2 separate regions of the Mus musculus genome follow, and region 1 is linked to region 2. The links are chromatin contacts, called in public HiChIP or PLAC-seq maps. All regions are on one chromosome and are shown on one strand. Each heading gives the region's core, a stretch centred on a gene start, on an enhancer-like site or on the middle of the called end of the contact. The rest is flanking DNA. Distances are from core to core; before and after follow the strand shown. Region 1 holds the start of Tcf7l2 (transcription factor 7 like 2, T cell specific, HMG box). Region 2 holds the start of Mxi1 (MAX interactor 1, dimerization protein).

Region 1 (6,897 bases), core at 3,851-6,350, 2.4 Mb after region 2:
AAGACTTCTTGTCGATAAAAGGCGTCTCTTCTCAGAGCACTGGCATCTTTTGGAAGCTTCTCTCCTCACAGGTGTCTATAGCCATCATGATCGGCTTATGAATGTGGGTGATACAACCCCTAACAAGTGTATGCGTCCCCACCAACCCCTAGATCATGGACACTGTCACCCCTTTATTAACTTAAAGGGTTTTTAGCTGAAGCATGGTGATGAGGTCAAGTGCTCTAGAGAGGGGTAGAAGACAAGCCAGGGCACAGGACTTTCTGCAGCTCCAAGTGGAACCATGAAGACCTGGAGCAGAGAGTTCACCTGTCTGCTGTCCTGCTTGCAATTCCTCCTGTCAGGGCTGAAAACCCCTGGGTGTCTTTGAAGTTTCTTTAAACATTTGTGTGTGTGGGTGTGTGTGTGCTGGTACTCTTGTGACATGATGCATGTGTGGAAGTCAGAGGCCAGCTCATAGGAGTTGGTTTCTCCATGTAACCTGTAGGTTCTGGAGTTTGAACTCAGGCTGTCAGGCTTGGCTAATCTATTCTATCATCTATCCACCCAACTACCCATCCACCCACCTACCTTCTATCTGTCTGCCTGTCTGTCTCTCTCTCTCTCTTATAGGTAAGGTTTCATGTATCTCAGACTGATCTCAACTCACTGTTTAGCACAACACGACCTTGGAACTTTGGGTCTTTCACCGCCCCCCATACTCCTGAACATTGGGATTACAGGCATGAACCTCTACTTCTGATTGATGCAGTGACAAGGGTCAAACCTAGGTCTCCCTGTGTGCTAGGCAAGCATTCAACCAACTGAGCTACACCCAAGCCCAGGTGTCTATTCTTGTGTTGGCTAAGGGAGGGGCTTTCTTTTCCCCTGAACATCCAAACGAATGCTCATCACACACAGGACAGAAAACAAACAGAAAAATCTCTCAGTGGAATTAGGACTTTGGCTTTTAAACATTCCCCCGTTTTATAGCTTTCTTGTGTTTTCAGATGCTTTTTCCCCTTCCCTCAGTCAGCATACTCCCTGCTAAGATAAGTCTAACTCAGTGGTCGACAGATCACACAAGAACAGAAACAAAAGCAAACACATATATGCGTGCGCGCGCGCGTGTGCATACAGGCACATGCACACAAATGCATATACAAAAGTGCACGTGCACACATACAAACTCACATGCCTACACACAAATGTCCGTGCGCATGTCTTGTGAATGTCTCATCCACCCAACTACCCATCAAGTGTACTTGAATAGACTCTTGCCTAGGATTGGAAGAGCTGAGTGTTGCCGCCATCATGGGGTCCCTGCTTCCAGAAGATGTAAGCCTGGGAATATTTTTGTATTCCCAAAGGCAAAGTCGGCCTCTTAGCATGGCTTATCTTCTTTGTTGGGGTGCTGTGAATCTTTGGGAATGACTCCAGTGTTGGAGAAAACTATAGACCTATGGGCTATTCTGAATATTAAAAAGCACACCCAGAAAATATCCACATATCCCTCCCTCCCCCCAGGTGGTTCAGGACAGAGGCCATAGGTTACTTGGCTTATAGTCAACCTACTATTACAGTTCCTGTATTTTAGTGACCACACCCCCACCACTTCCCAGTGCCTAGAGGGTGATTGACATACCAGCAGCCATCTTTCCACACTCACAGTTAGTTAGGAACCACACCCCACTGCCAGGCAACCTATGTACTTATTTGTGTAGACGTTCTTCCTTTGCAAACCTGGCTGTTCCATCATTCACTCTGTACAACAGGCTTCTGCTTCCTGAGGGCTAAGATCACAGACTCGAGTCATGGCTGGCTAGCTTAGCCAATGTATAGATTGCCATCATTAACACAAACCCACTATAAGAAAGTCAATGGAAGAGAGTCCATAGGCAATGCCAAGAAGCCAGGAGCAGGGGTAGAGAGGAGAGAGTGAGGCTGCAGGACAGCCTGGAACGGCCCAGGAAGGGGCTCCAAGAGATGAGAGAGCAGCCTTTCCATCCATTTTGCCCATTCCCACATGCAAAGACAAGGATGTCCAAATACCTTGCAAGGTCCAAGCCAACATCAGGACCAGTCTGGCCGTCTCTCTTGCATCTTTAGTATCTTTGTTATTTGGTCAGAATTCAGTCATTTAAATTAAGAGTCATCAGGGCATAAAGAGAAGGAACTTGAACACTTGGACATGAGTCGGCTGGTATTTAAAGAGGTCTTGCCAAATCTATAAACTGCAGGTCTACATGGTGGGCCAATCTGGCTTTTTTTTTTTTTTTTTTTTTTTTGAGACAGGGTTTCTCTGTGCAGTCCTGGCTGTCCTGGACTCACTTTGTAGACCAGGCTGGCCTTGAACTCAGAAATCCGCCTGCCTCTGCCTCCCGAGTGCTGGGATTAAAGGCGTGTGCCACCACGCCCGGCCAATCTGGCTTTTTGTTGTGCATATATCATATCATATCATATCACATCACATCACATCACATCACATCACATCACATCACATCACATCACATCACATCACATCACATCACATCACATCACATCACATCACATTTATCTTGCTTCCTGCAGTGGCATTCCTTGCTCTCTCCTCTTTCCCTACCCATCTGGATACCACCACAGGCCACAACAGGGACTAAGAAGTCAGTGAGAACTTTCTGCTTTCTCTCCCCAGGCCTTTTTTATAGCACCAAACAATGAAATTAAATGTGGCCTATAGGCTGTCAAGGAATAACTTTTAGTTGCTTAATTAAGTTGGGAGATTTAAGGGAAGATTCAAAGGTTCCCTTTGAATGAGAAAATAAGGCTATGTCAAACTAGATGATGGCATTGGTCACTAACAAGAGCCCTTAGCATCCTGTTTGCACGTGATAAAACGCAGTATGCTCATAAGAGCGATGCTTTAACAGTTTTGACTTAGTATATTCATAAGTTTTTATTGCACAACCAGACCCCTAAGGAACACAGAAGACCCTATTATTCAACTTGATGAAGATCAGGGTTAAAGTAAAATACAAACAGAATCCAAACCCATCCTGCAGGACAAAGAATTGGTTATAAAACAGTTACTATGAAAGGGCTCTCATTTATGTCAACAAGCCCCTGAAACAGGCCTTGGCATAGTCTATATTGTGCAGAGACCAGCTTGGGTACAAGATGTATTCAGGTGGCAATTAGCAAGTGTGTAAAGCTGCCAGCTTGATTACATACCTAGCTAAACAGCTAGATGTCGGGCTAGATGTGTAGTAATCTAAAGGCATCCAGGGGAGGCCCAGGAAGGGGACAGCTCAGTCGTTTGTGCACTGATTCAAGACTGGGCTGCATTTCATGCTTCGTGTTTTTACTTGGTGTCTTGAAATATTCCCCTTTCTGTCTCTGCTCTCCCTCTTAGATACTGCGCTGTCTTATTTATTTATGAAGTCTGAAGGTTAGTCCTACCTGCTGAGACTAATTAGCCCTCTGCTTTGTGTCCCATGCAAGCCGTCCGATGAAATGTACACATTTGTTTTGCTTTTTTTTTTTTTTCCAGGCTCTTTCTCTCTCCCTCCACTTCTGGTTTTCTGATGAATATGAAAGTTGGGAGGTGGGACTGTGATTCTCACCCGCCTCGCCCACCCCATCCTTATTTTGTCTGCATCTTTCCCTTTAGTGTGCAAATGTGCTTGGGATTTTTTTTTTTCCCAGTGCAGGGGAATTCGTTAGCCTTGTGAATCTCAGGATCGTTGTTTTCCGTTGTCTTCTTTCTGAGGCCTTAGCCTGTAGAACAGTTTTGTTGAAACCCCAAATTCTCTAAATATTACACAGTAAATTGGTTACTTTTGGAAATCTACAACAGATGAGCTTATTAAAGGGGAGGGTGGGTTAATTTAATACGTGGTGGACCTCAGGATAACATCACACCTAATGGCAGTTGCCAGTCCCCACTGACTCATTCTTTCTGATTTCTTTTTTCTTTGCTTCCTCTTGCCCGTTGGACGTCCCAGTCCACTTCTCATTGGTTATCTGCAAGGGAAAGGCTCTTCTGAGTCTACCAGACAGAAACACGGTTTGGGGATCCACCTTTCTCCTTTAACATAATTTTCTCCACCACCTCATAGCAAATCGGTTTGCCCTCACTGGAGCCTAATAACCAACAAACACCCATCTCAACTCCCAGGCTGCCCACCTCTTCCCAAGGGCTTCTGGGCCAGCTTTGGTGACTTTCTCCTGTCAGGGCCCTCAGCATCTAGAGCCTTAGGGCATTTCATCTCAGTCCCCTTTGGAGAAAAACTCCAGCTCTACTCATCCCCAGGGCTTGGTGAACTTTCACTTTTATTTTTCCCTGCAGCTGTTAACGCCCAAACATTTCACCTCCAAAGGACTTGGATCCTACATCACTTCCTACTTCCAACGTCAGTTAAAAAAATAAAAAAAAAACCTTTACATTTTCCTTAAGGATATTTTTAATACCCCAGACAATTTGTTTTCTTGGATAAAACGCCTTCTTGGCATATTTAACCTAGTGGGACTTTACATTGAATGACATGATTCACTGTCATTAAACAAGCCAAGGGAGGGGAGCCTTACCCTCCCTGTAGATGGCCCAGCCTCTCTGCTTCCCCTGGTTCTCTCAGAGCAAGAGAGGTAAGCCTTCTTTTGGACCAGTCGTGTCTTTTCCCGCCCCAGTGCGGCCGACTTCATCGGGGACTTAACCACTGAGCACCCCGTCCTTGTGTCCCATAGTCCTCCCCTCCTGGACCCCATCTTCAGGACTTCTTGGCTAACACTTTTTCTGGGCCTCTCCCCATCCCCGCCCCCCAAGTGGGCTTTCCTTCCGCCTTCCCCGGCTCAGATTCCGGACTGGGTTGCCACCCCCTTCCCCTCCTCTCCCGGTCCGCATTGTCTTTCGGAACCCGCCCCCTCCAGGAGCGAGGCCCGCACCGTCCGGGCGCCCGGCTCGCACGCTGAGCACAGGCCGCACCCCGCGCGCCTCCCGCGGCCCCGGCCCGCCCCGCTCCCTCTCCCGGCGCCCAAAGGATCATTGTTGGCCGCCCCCGCCCCGCCCACCCCGGCTGTTTATTTATGCACACGTCACCGGGGAGGCCCCGCCCCCTGGCATCTCATTAAGGCGAGTGTGTTCCTCTCGCCCTGTCAATAATCTCCGCTCCCAGACTACTCCGTTCCTCCGGATTTCGATCCCCCTTTTTCTATCTGTCAATCAGCGCCGCCTTTGAACTGAAAAGCTCAGTCTAACTTCAACTCACTCAAATCCGAGCGGCACGAGATCCTTCGGTGTCTTCGGCTTCCCCCCCCTTTGCTCTTATATCTGACTTCTTCTTGTTGTTGTTGTTGTTTTTTTTACCCCCTTTTTTATTTATTATTATTTTTTTTTTTTGCACATTGATCGGATCCTTGGGAACGAGAGAAAAAAAGAAACCCAAACTCACGCGTGCAGAAGATCTCCCCCCTTCCCCTCCCCTCCTCCCTCTTTTCCCCTCCCCAGGAGAGAAAGACCCCAAAGCAGGAAAAAAAAAAGTTAACCTTGGACTCGTCTTTTTCTTGCAGTATTTTTTTGGGGGGGACTCGCAAAACTTTTTTTTTTTTTTTTTTTTTTTTTTTGCTTTTTTTCCTCCTTCATTTTTCTTCCAAAATTGCTGCTGCTGGTGGGTGAAAAATGCCGCAGCTGAACGGCGGTGGAGGAGATGACCTAGGCGCTAACGACGAGCTGATCTCCTTCAAAGACGAAGGCGAGCAGGAGGAGAAGAACTCGGAAAACTCCTCGGCGGAAAGGGATTTAGCCGATGTCAAGTCCTCGCTGGTCAATGAATCAGAGACGAATCAAAACAGCTCCTCCGATTCCGAGGTAGGAAGAGCCCCTCGGGCTGGCGGGTGGCTCCAGCCGGTTCCAGGGCCGGGAGAGCGGGGCTGGAAGGCGAGCGAGGCGAGGCGGGTCGGGCTTGCGGGCGGCGCGGACGGTGGCCCGGGCTGCTGGCTGCGAAAACTTGTAACCGTGTTTTTCTGCACCCCTTTCTCCGCCGACCCTCCCTTCCCGCACCCCCTCGGCGCGGCTATCGCCCCTCGCCCTCCCCACCTCGCCCCTCCGGGAAGGCGGAAAGACGGCCTCCGCCTCGCTCCGAAAGTTTCCGAGATAAATCCCGGGAAAGTTTGGAAGAAGGTGAGTGCGCCCCGCGCGCCCCCAAAACCGCGCGGTTGCGTTCCCCCTCCCCGGGGTCGGCCTGGCGGGTGCCCTCGCCCCACTCCCCACCCACCCTACCCGAGTTCCCGCGCCGGCCGGGCCCCGGGGACGCGCGCGGGCCCTCGGGGGGACACTTGCTAAAAAGTTTCTCCCGCTCTCTCCCGCGCCGCGCGGCCGCCGCCGTCCCCTCCGCCGCCCCGCCATGTTAGCGGCCAAGAGGCAAGATGGAGGGCTCTTTAAGGGGCCACCGTATCCCGGCTACCCCTTCATCATGATCCCCGACCTGACGAGCCCCTACCTCCCCAACGGATCGCTCTCGCCCACCGCCCGAACCGTAAGTGCCACCGCGCTCCCCGCCCTGCCCGCCTGCCGGCCCCGCATGCCCTGCCCCTCCCCCGCCCCGCCCCTCCCCCCTCCCCTCCCCCCCTCGCGGCCCGAACTCTCCAAACTTTTTCTCTGCCTTTTGTGGACTGGGTTTGTTTGCGCTTCGCCATGTTCTGGCTTTTCTTGTGCTTGCCTCACGATTCGGGGAGCCTTTTTTTTTTTTTCCTCAGGCAGGGCTCTGTTGGGGTGCCAATCTGAACTTTTAATTTTTCTTTCTCTTTTCTTTTTTCATTTTTTTTTTTTTTGAGCTCTGATTTCCCCCTCCCCCCTCTTGCTGGTGGTGTTTGTTTCTTGTCCCTGGGAAGAGGACTGTGTGGCTCTTTCTTCTCCCTCTCTTCCTTCCCTCTTCTGTGCGTCTT
Region 2 (7,413 bases), core at 1,458-3,957:
GGAGAAAAGTCAGTAATCATGCTGGCAATGGAATATGAGCATTGAGCTCACAGGTCTTCAGAAGGTCCTGGCTTTTCTCTGGCCAAAGGGTGCAGCGTTCAACCACGCAAAATCTGTTATAAGATGAAAAAAGCAACCAAAGAATATGTGGACAATGGCTATATTCTGATCCGAAATGTGAATGCATTTATTTCAAAATGCCAGATATTGCTTGTTCCTGTCATAGAAGCCGGTTAGTACATATTTAAGTCTTCCCCCTCCCCTCCCCCAAGTGTGTGTATGTGCAGTACACATGCATTTGTGATATAGACACACGCCATGCTTGTTTTGTGTGTATGTGTGTGTGTATGTGTGTGTGTGTGTGTTTGTTGTTGGTTTGTTTGTTTTGAGCGTTTAAAGACAGGGTTTCTCTTGTGTAGCCCTAATTGTCCTGGAATTCGCTCTGTAGACCAGGCTGGCCTTAAACTCAGAGATCTGTTGCCTTTGCCTACCAAGTGCTGGGACTAAAGTTGTGTGCCACCACCACCTGGCAACATATGCATTACTTGTGCTATGGCACACTTGTGTGAGAAATCTCTCCCCTTCCATTGTGTGGACTCCAAGGGCGGAAGTTAGGTCATCAGGCTTGGCTGCAAGTGACTCTACCTGCTGAACCATGTCACCTGAGCATATATCTTTTTAAAAGATTTATTTCATTTTATGTATATGTTGAATGTGTAGTTGAATGTATATGTGTCCACCATATGTGTGCCAGTGCCTATGGAGGCAGTGTTGGATCCCTTGAAACTGAAGTTACATGAGTTGTCTGATGAGGATGCTAAGCTGAACGTGGGCCTTTTGCAAGAACAGCAAGTGCTCTGAGCTGCTGGGCTATCTCTCTAGCCCATGGCCTATATTTTTAATTTATTTATGAACTTTTAAAAATCTATTTGGGTGTTTTGCCTGCATGCATGTCTGTCTTTACACCACATGTGCCTAGTGTCTGCAGAGGTTAGAAAGGGGTGTCTGGTCCCCTGGAACTTCAGTTACAGACGGTTGTGAGCTGGGAATTGAAGCTGGGTCCTCTGGAAGAACAACCAGTGCCCTTAGCCTCTGAGCTACCTCTTCCCCTATTTATGTTTAAACGTGTGCATGTGTTCCTGGGATGAACTCAGGGCTTTGTGCACGCTGGGCAGGTAAGCTGCCCTACCACTCTGTTATATTCACAGCCTAGTTTTATAATATTTTTGAAAGCACACAAAGGCCTTCTTGCAGGTCTATGTGTGTGTGGGGGGGGGAGTGGGGGGTATACACATGAGCTGTAAATGTTAAAGAGCATTTTGCAAAGAAAATATTCTTTGTTAACAAAGTTTCCATTTTCAGTCTTTGTGACAAAAGTATAGGGAAGTGTCTCTGGGCTGGTGAGGACAGGGGGCAGCACAAGTCCAGGTCCCCTTACGAGGTCAGTCTGGGTAGATTCCTTTTAGAACTGTTTTCCAGTGAAGTGCAGAAAAGTCTTGTTTACCTCATTCATTCTGACTTAGATTCAAGTTACAGCAGCAAAGGGGACCTAGGTTCCAACTGAGAAAGTTCTCACAGAGGGGCTGCCATTGTAGCCCAGTGTGAGAACACTTGCCCAGCAGGCACAAAGCTTTGATCTTCAGGAACAAAACAAAACAAAAATTCTTAGTATGTGCCCAAGATGTTCTAGGTGTAGTTTTGACTTAGTTCACGAAAGCATCTTCTCAGAGGTTTCAGGGATGTGCAAATTTTGACCAGGAAGGGTTAGAGGATTTGATTTGTTCAGTCTGCTTGAGTAGGCCGAGAACTCCAAGCCTTCTTTACCAGGCTATCCAGGTGTCTCCCACACTCTGGTCAGGCAGGCCTGGTGGCTCCCAGTGGCAGCAGTGAAACTGTTGGAGGGAGTAGGGGATAAAGACTCCAGGTGTGGGAGTGGGGAGTGAGGGAAGGAGGGAAGAAGAGGTTCCTAGGTTGCCACTTCTATCTAGGGGGCACTCTGTCAAGTGAAAGGGCAGGCAGTTGTAGTGACGCCCTGCTGTGAGCTTTGCACAGCTGGACTGAGTGAGTGTGGAGAGATGCTCACATCTCCTCCCGCTTCCTGGAAAATAACTTTGCATTTGAAGGGTTGCAAAGGAGTCGGTAAATCTGAACCCGGACAGGGTAGCCTGGAGACTTCCTCTGCTTGTGTGAAGGTACACACAGGTGTGTGTGTGTGTGTGTGTGTGTGTGTGTTCGAGCGTGTGAGGGGTCATGTGTAAAATGTTTGTGTTGGGAGGAGTTTCTAGTTACATGTGATGTTTCTATTCTTCCCGTCAGAATTGGGCTTTTATTGTTTGATTTTGAAATAAGGTCTTTTTTATTTTTTTAAAAAATGCCTAGCAGCTATCATTTATTGGGGACCTCCTATGTGCCAGGCATTGTGCTGAATTTATTTTTCTGTAAAGAAAAATTGTTTTTATCCAGGTCCACCTAGAGACATCCGAGGGTTTTTTTTTTTTTTTTTCCCATTCTTATTAAAGCACAGTGCTGTCTACGCAGCTAGGATTTGCGGAGAGGCGGGGAAGGGTGCTGGATAGGCAGGGGGCGGGCCCTGCCTCCCTAGCCGCCACCATTTATTTTGACCGGTCAGATGGCATCGGGCTCGCACTAGGACCCAGGCGCCACAGCGCCTCCGTCCGTCCTGTAGGTTCATTCAATCTCCCATACACACAGACCCACACAGCGAGAGCGACACACACTCACACTCACAACCGCACGCAGCGAGGCTCGGGAAGTCAGTCAGGCCGGCTCCTTGCCCCGGTGCCTCGGTGACTCCAGCAGGCCGGGTCTCCCAGAGGCCCTGCAGCTCGGCCGGCCGCGCAGCCCCGGACAAGGAGCAGCTCCGCGGACCCCCGTGCCTCCATGGGCAAACGCGGGCGGCCGCGCAAGGAGGCGCGCTGCGAGGGCGCGGGGCTGGTCCCCGTCGCGCCCCCGGCCATGCCCCCGGCCGCGGCCGCGCCCCAGCCCCCGGCGCAGCCGGAGGAGCCGGCGGGGGCCAAGCCCCGGTGCCCCTTCTCGGACATTTTCAACACCAGCGAGAACTCGATGGAGAAGCACATCAACACTTTTCTGCAGAACGTGCAGATTCTGCTCGAGGCAGCCAGCTACCTGGAGCAGATCGAGAAAGAAAACAAAAGTAAGTTTGGGGGCCCCGACTGCTCGCCTGCGTCCAGCTCTTTCTTTCTCACCCCCTTGTGCGACCCCTGTCGCTTACTCGGTTCGCCGCCGCCCCCCCGCAACAAACACACACACACACACACACACACACACACACACACACACACACACGTACCCTCGGCAGTAAAGCCGATGACACCGGAGAAAGGACACGCACGCACGCACAAAGCTGCTAAAGATGTAACAAAGACAGCGAAGGGGAGAGGGAGCCTGTCGGTGCCTTGGTCTGTCGGTCTCCAGCAGGCCCGGAGGACGGCCTGGCCGAGGAGTGGGGGAGTGTTGTTGTTTGCTGACAACTGGGCTGAGAGGCTGCGAGCTCGTCTCTCCGAGGTCGCCTTTCTTCCCTTTTTTTTTTTTTTTTCCTCCTTTTTCTTTCCGGAGCCTACTCCGGCAGACAAGTGTTTTGGTTTGGCTTATGGTTTTGGTTTTTTTTTTTTTGTTTTGTTTTGTTTTTATTTTTTTGTTTTGTTTTGTTTCTGTTTTTGTCGCTCGTTCCAGGGTTGGGTGGGGATGAGAAGCTGAAAGTTGGAAACCGTTTGCAGAGCTCAGGGCTTCCAGAAAGAAAACACAGACACACATTACAACAATAACAACCGCCACCACCGAACAGCTCTCCGCGCCGTGGACTCCGGCTCTTCTTCCTGCCTACTTCGTTTCTCCTTCCTTCCACAGCAGGACTAGGCTCAGGCCATCGTGTCCACAGACACAGTTCCCCTGTGCCTCCTTGCCTCTGGGATGCCACGGCCTCTGGTCCCCTCAAAGAAACAGGCCAGAGGAACCAGGCAGCGCCGGCAGCCCTCCCTGGACCTGCGGTCCTGCGCGCGCTGGGGTAGGGAGGGGGGGACTTGGCGAGGGGGACGTGGCTAAAAGCAAACTTTAGGATTCCGCAGAAACAATAGTTGGGGGAAAAGGTGTGGGCGGTTGTGTCCATTTTCTTTATTTTCAGAGACGCACAGGACGAGCAAGGCAAACGCCTTACAGGGTTCCGTCCACCCCCACCCCCCCCGCACTCCCCCCCAGGTGGAGACCGATGCTAGGAACCCCACCCGGGCCTGGGCTTCCTCTCTGTATTTGTTTCATTTTTGTCCCTGCCCATTGGAACCCCCAGCTCTCGCCAGGCATTCGACTCAGCAGCACCCTAACGGGGGCAAGCGTGTGCTGCGTCTCCAGCACCATCAGAATAATAGCTGTGAGAAGGAAGATCGGGCCAAGGGAGAGAAAGACTCACGGAGAAGAGAAAAACGAGATGTGTAATCTGTCAGAACAAGTAGGAGATCAATGGGAGAGAGACCCGATTGCAACGTGTCAGGTCTTGCAAGACCCCCCCCCCCAACACACACACACACACACACACACACACACACACACACACACACACACGCCAGCCCTCAAAACACAAAAACACCTTCCCCAAATACACCCGGGCCTTTAGGGTTAAAGTAACCGAGTATCGCCAGCGCAATTTGTGGGGACGGGGTAGGACCAAAACAAGGATTTCTGTTGGGAGGTCTGTGGTGCGATCTTTTCTTTCTCTGTCGCCTCTTTGCTCCGAGTGCCTGCCTGGCTTGCCAGAGGCACATCGCCGTCAGGCTGTGTAGCCGAGTCGCTGAGCGATTATTCACCCGGGTGTGTGTGTGTGTGTGTGTGTGGAGGGGGTGCACTCGTCTGGAGAATAGTTTCTGAAAAGCCCAGCTAGTAGGGAGCTGGGTGAAGAGGTGGTTTTGTTTGGTGTGTTTGCTTTTGTTGCAGGGGGAGGGGCGCGATTTCTGTAGTCGTCCCCCTCCCGGATCCCCTCTGTCGCTGGAGTCTGTCCCGTGGCGCCGACTCCGACCCGGGGGGGGGGGTGCACCCAAAGAGGGCACCTTGGCAATATTCAGCGAACCTCATCCCCCACCCCCACCCCCGCAACGAGGAATATTAAGGAGGTAGCCAGAGATTCCCTAGCCTCTCGTGTTTCCCCCCCCACACACACACACTTCATACCCGCAGACAATCGGAGACCTACCCCCCACATACCCCCCCCCCCGCGCCCTGGCCGCCTCCACCTCCTTGTTTACCCCGTGTCGGGGCTCCGGCGTGGCCACTAGTCACGTAAGCAGAGAGCCGGGCGCGCCCGGCTGGGCTGCCCCGCGCGGGGCGGGCCCGTGGTGGCCGAGCCAAGGTTCCAGAGGCCGGTGCAGTTAAGGGGCTTCCTCTCGGACCCTCTCCCTGGGTGTCCTCTCTGCAAGACGGCCGGCCATGGAGAGGGGCTCGAGAGCCTCTGCACCCCAGTCAAAGTCAACTTCATGTGCGTAATCAGCCCCTCGGCCCGCAGCCCCCCTCCTCCGACCGGCTCCCCGCGGGAGTATTTTTAGCACTCTCGCGTCTTTTCGCCGCTGCTGTTTGGCTCGAAATGACGTGATGCCAACAGCCCCCAGATTTCCCCGAGAGCGTGGGGCGCTGCGCCGTGCCTGGCTCGGCTGCAGCGATTCGGCTGCAGGCCCTCGCTCCCTCCGCGACAGCTCACGCAGGCGAGGGTGACCCTCCCGCAAACTCCAGGAGACCACTCGTCGGACCCCCAGATTGTCCACCCTTGCTAACAGAAGCGGCTCACTCTGGCCACTTTATTCGCCCCCCACGCTCTTCCTCCCTCGAGCGGACTGGGTCCCCCCAGTACGGCAAACGCCGGGCCCTACATCTGTCTTGCTTTATTGGGGGCGCTTCTCCGCGCAGCGGGCGCTCGCCGTTGTTTTCTGCTCGCTGCACACAATGCCCGCGCGTCACGGCGGTCCGCGTGTGCACAGCAATAACGCGAGTCGGGGGGCGGGTCGTGCGTGCGCCGGGCTCGGGCACTGCGGGTCGCTCCGCGCGCGCGGGGCTTGTTTTGCTCCAGAGCTCTGCTTTCCGAAACGCTTACATCATTCAGTTGTTGGGGGGTGGTTAGATCTGGGCGTTCCGATAGGATTCCAGCATTTCCCTGCCCCAGGCTTTTTGGAGGAAGTAAAAACCCTCCTCCCCACCTATGCTTTGTAGTTATTATGATGGGGGTGGGTGTCCAAGGTTTTGTTGTTGTTGTTTTTGTTGTGCGAGTCTTTTTTTATTTTTTTTATTTTAGGTCACTACTGCAAAGGGTATGGCTGGCTGATTCAGGTGCACAACCTCCCCGCCTTCATTTCAGCGAGTTCCCCTGTAATCACTTGATCTCAGTTTCTCCGCCTCCTCCTCCTCCCCCTCCCAGCGCTAGACACATGGTTTCCACATGGAGACAAACTTCTTTCCTCCGACTGGACTTGACCTAGCTGTATCGTCCAGCCAATCGGCAGCATCCGCCTCTCGTGACGTCACGCGTTGCTGAGGCCCGAGGCTGGGGGGCGGAGCCAGGACGTGAGCCAGGAAATCACTAGGCGCTGTAGTGCAGCCAGCTGGTCCAGTCTTTTCTTAAAGGGGCTCTCTTCTCTTAGACAAGTGCCTGCCCTTTCGACTCCATTTCGGGTTCGCTGAGCTGTGTTTTGAGGTGCGTCGGTAGCGTCTGGTCACGCGTTCACACGTTTGGTTTTCAGTGTTTGCAAAGTACTCAACTTGGCCGGAGCTTGGCTTATTTTCCACTGCAGCCAGAACTCCTTTTTATTGCCTCTTTGAGGTTTCCGTACTGGGAGTGTTCACCAAGTTTTGGCCGCAGTGATGAATTATTTCCATTAGATGGGGTGATTTTTCGTGAGGGAGGAGTTCAAATACTCAGTGTTGACCCTGTAGTACATCCGAGGGAAGAAATTCCTGAGGGTAATATAGGTACAGTCTCCCGAAATGTCACCTGGTGTGAATCTGTGGATCTCAAAAGCTTCCAGAAGTATTTATCATGTAGGCAGTGGCCCTGTTATCACAGACTTGGAAATAGCCTGTGACATCATCACCTATATGCATGTCTTCGCGGTTAAGAGTGCACGCTCTTCTTACAGAAGGGCCTGAGTTGCGTTCTCAGTACCCACGTTGGGTATCTCACAGCCACCTGTAACTCAAGCTTCAAGGACCTCCGGCCTCCACGGGGCTTTCTACAGATGTACACATAACATGCACATTTAAGTCCTAAAAACAAGTAAGCCCCCTCAGAGTGGAAAAAGTTAAGGTCTAGAGGGGAAAGATGGCTTTCAGCATTTGGGGCAGGTCTTTGGAGGTGGCATCAGACAGGGAAAGTGACAAGGTGGGGATAGAAGCCACAGT

Evidence for each region. HiChIP or PLAC-seq counts read pairs in DNA pulled down with a chosen protein or histone mark.
Region 1: an H3K4me3 HiChIP or PLAC-seq map of embryonic stem cells shows a contact between it and region 2, with 7 read pairs. The contact joins the promoter of Tcf7l2 here to the promoter of Mxi1 in region 2. A contact is called at or near these places in 1 of 39 promoter capture datasets (pre-B cells), 1 of 115 datasets of contacts at active chromatin or transcription factors (embryonic stem cells) and 1 of 9 other capture datasets (embryonic stem cells).

The regions. Positions count from the first base shown.
Region 1 is chr19:55,736,710-55,743,606 of GRCm38.p6, forward strand. Tcf7l2 (transcription factor 7 like 2, T cell specific, HMG box) reads left to right here and starts at 5,101. Exons shown (of 15, transcript NM_001331146.1): 1 at 5,101-5,821; 2 at 6,067-6,133; 3 at 6,364-6,488. The coding sequence starts at 5,633. It overlaps Gm31734 (predicted gene, 31734), which reads right to left and starts at 6,494. Exons shown (of 3, transcript NR_168128.1): 1 at 6,453-6,494; 2 at 5,500-5,883; 3 at 2,896-3,981.
Region 2 is chr19:53,307,799-53,315,211 of GRCm38.p6, forward strand. Mxi1 (MAX interactor 1, dimerization protein) reads left to right here and starts at 2,708. Exons shown (of 6, transcript NM_001008542.3): 1 at 2,708-3,175. The coding sequence starts at 2,902. It overlaps Gm30541 (a long non-coding RNA gene), which reads right to left. Exons shown (of 3, transcript XR_003952895.1): 2 at 5,274-7,413.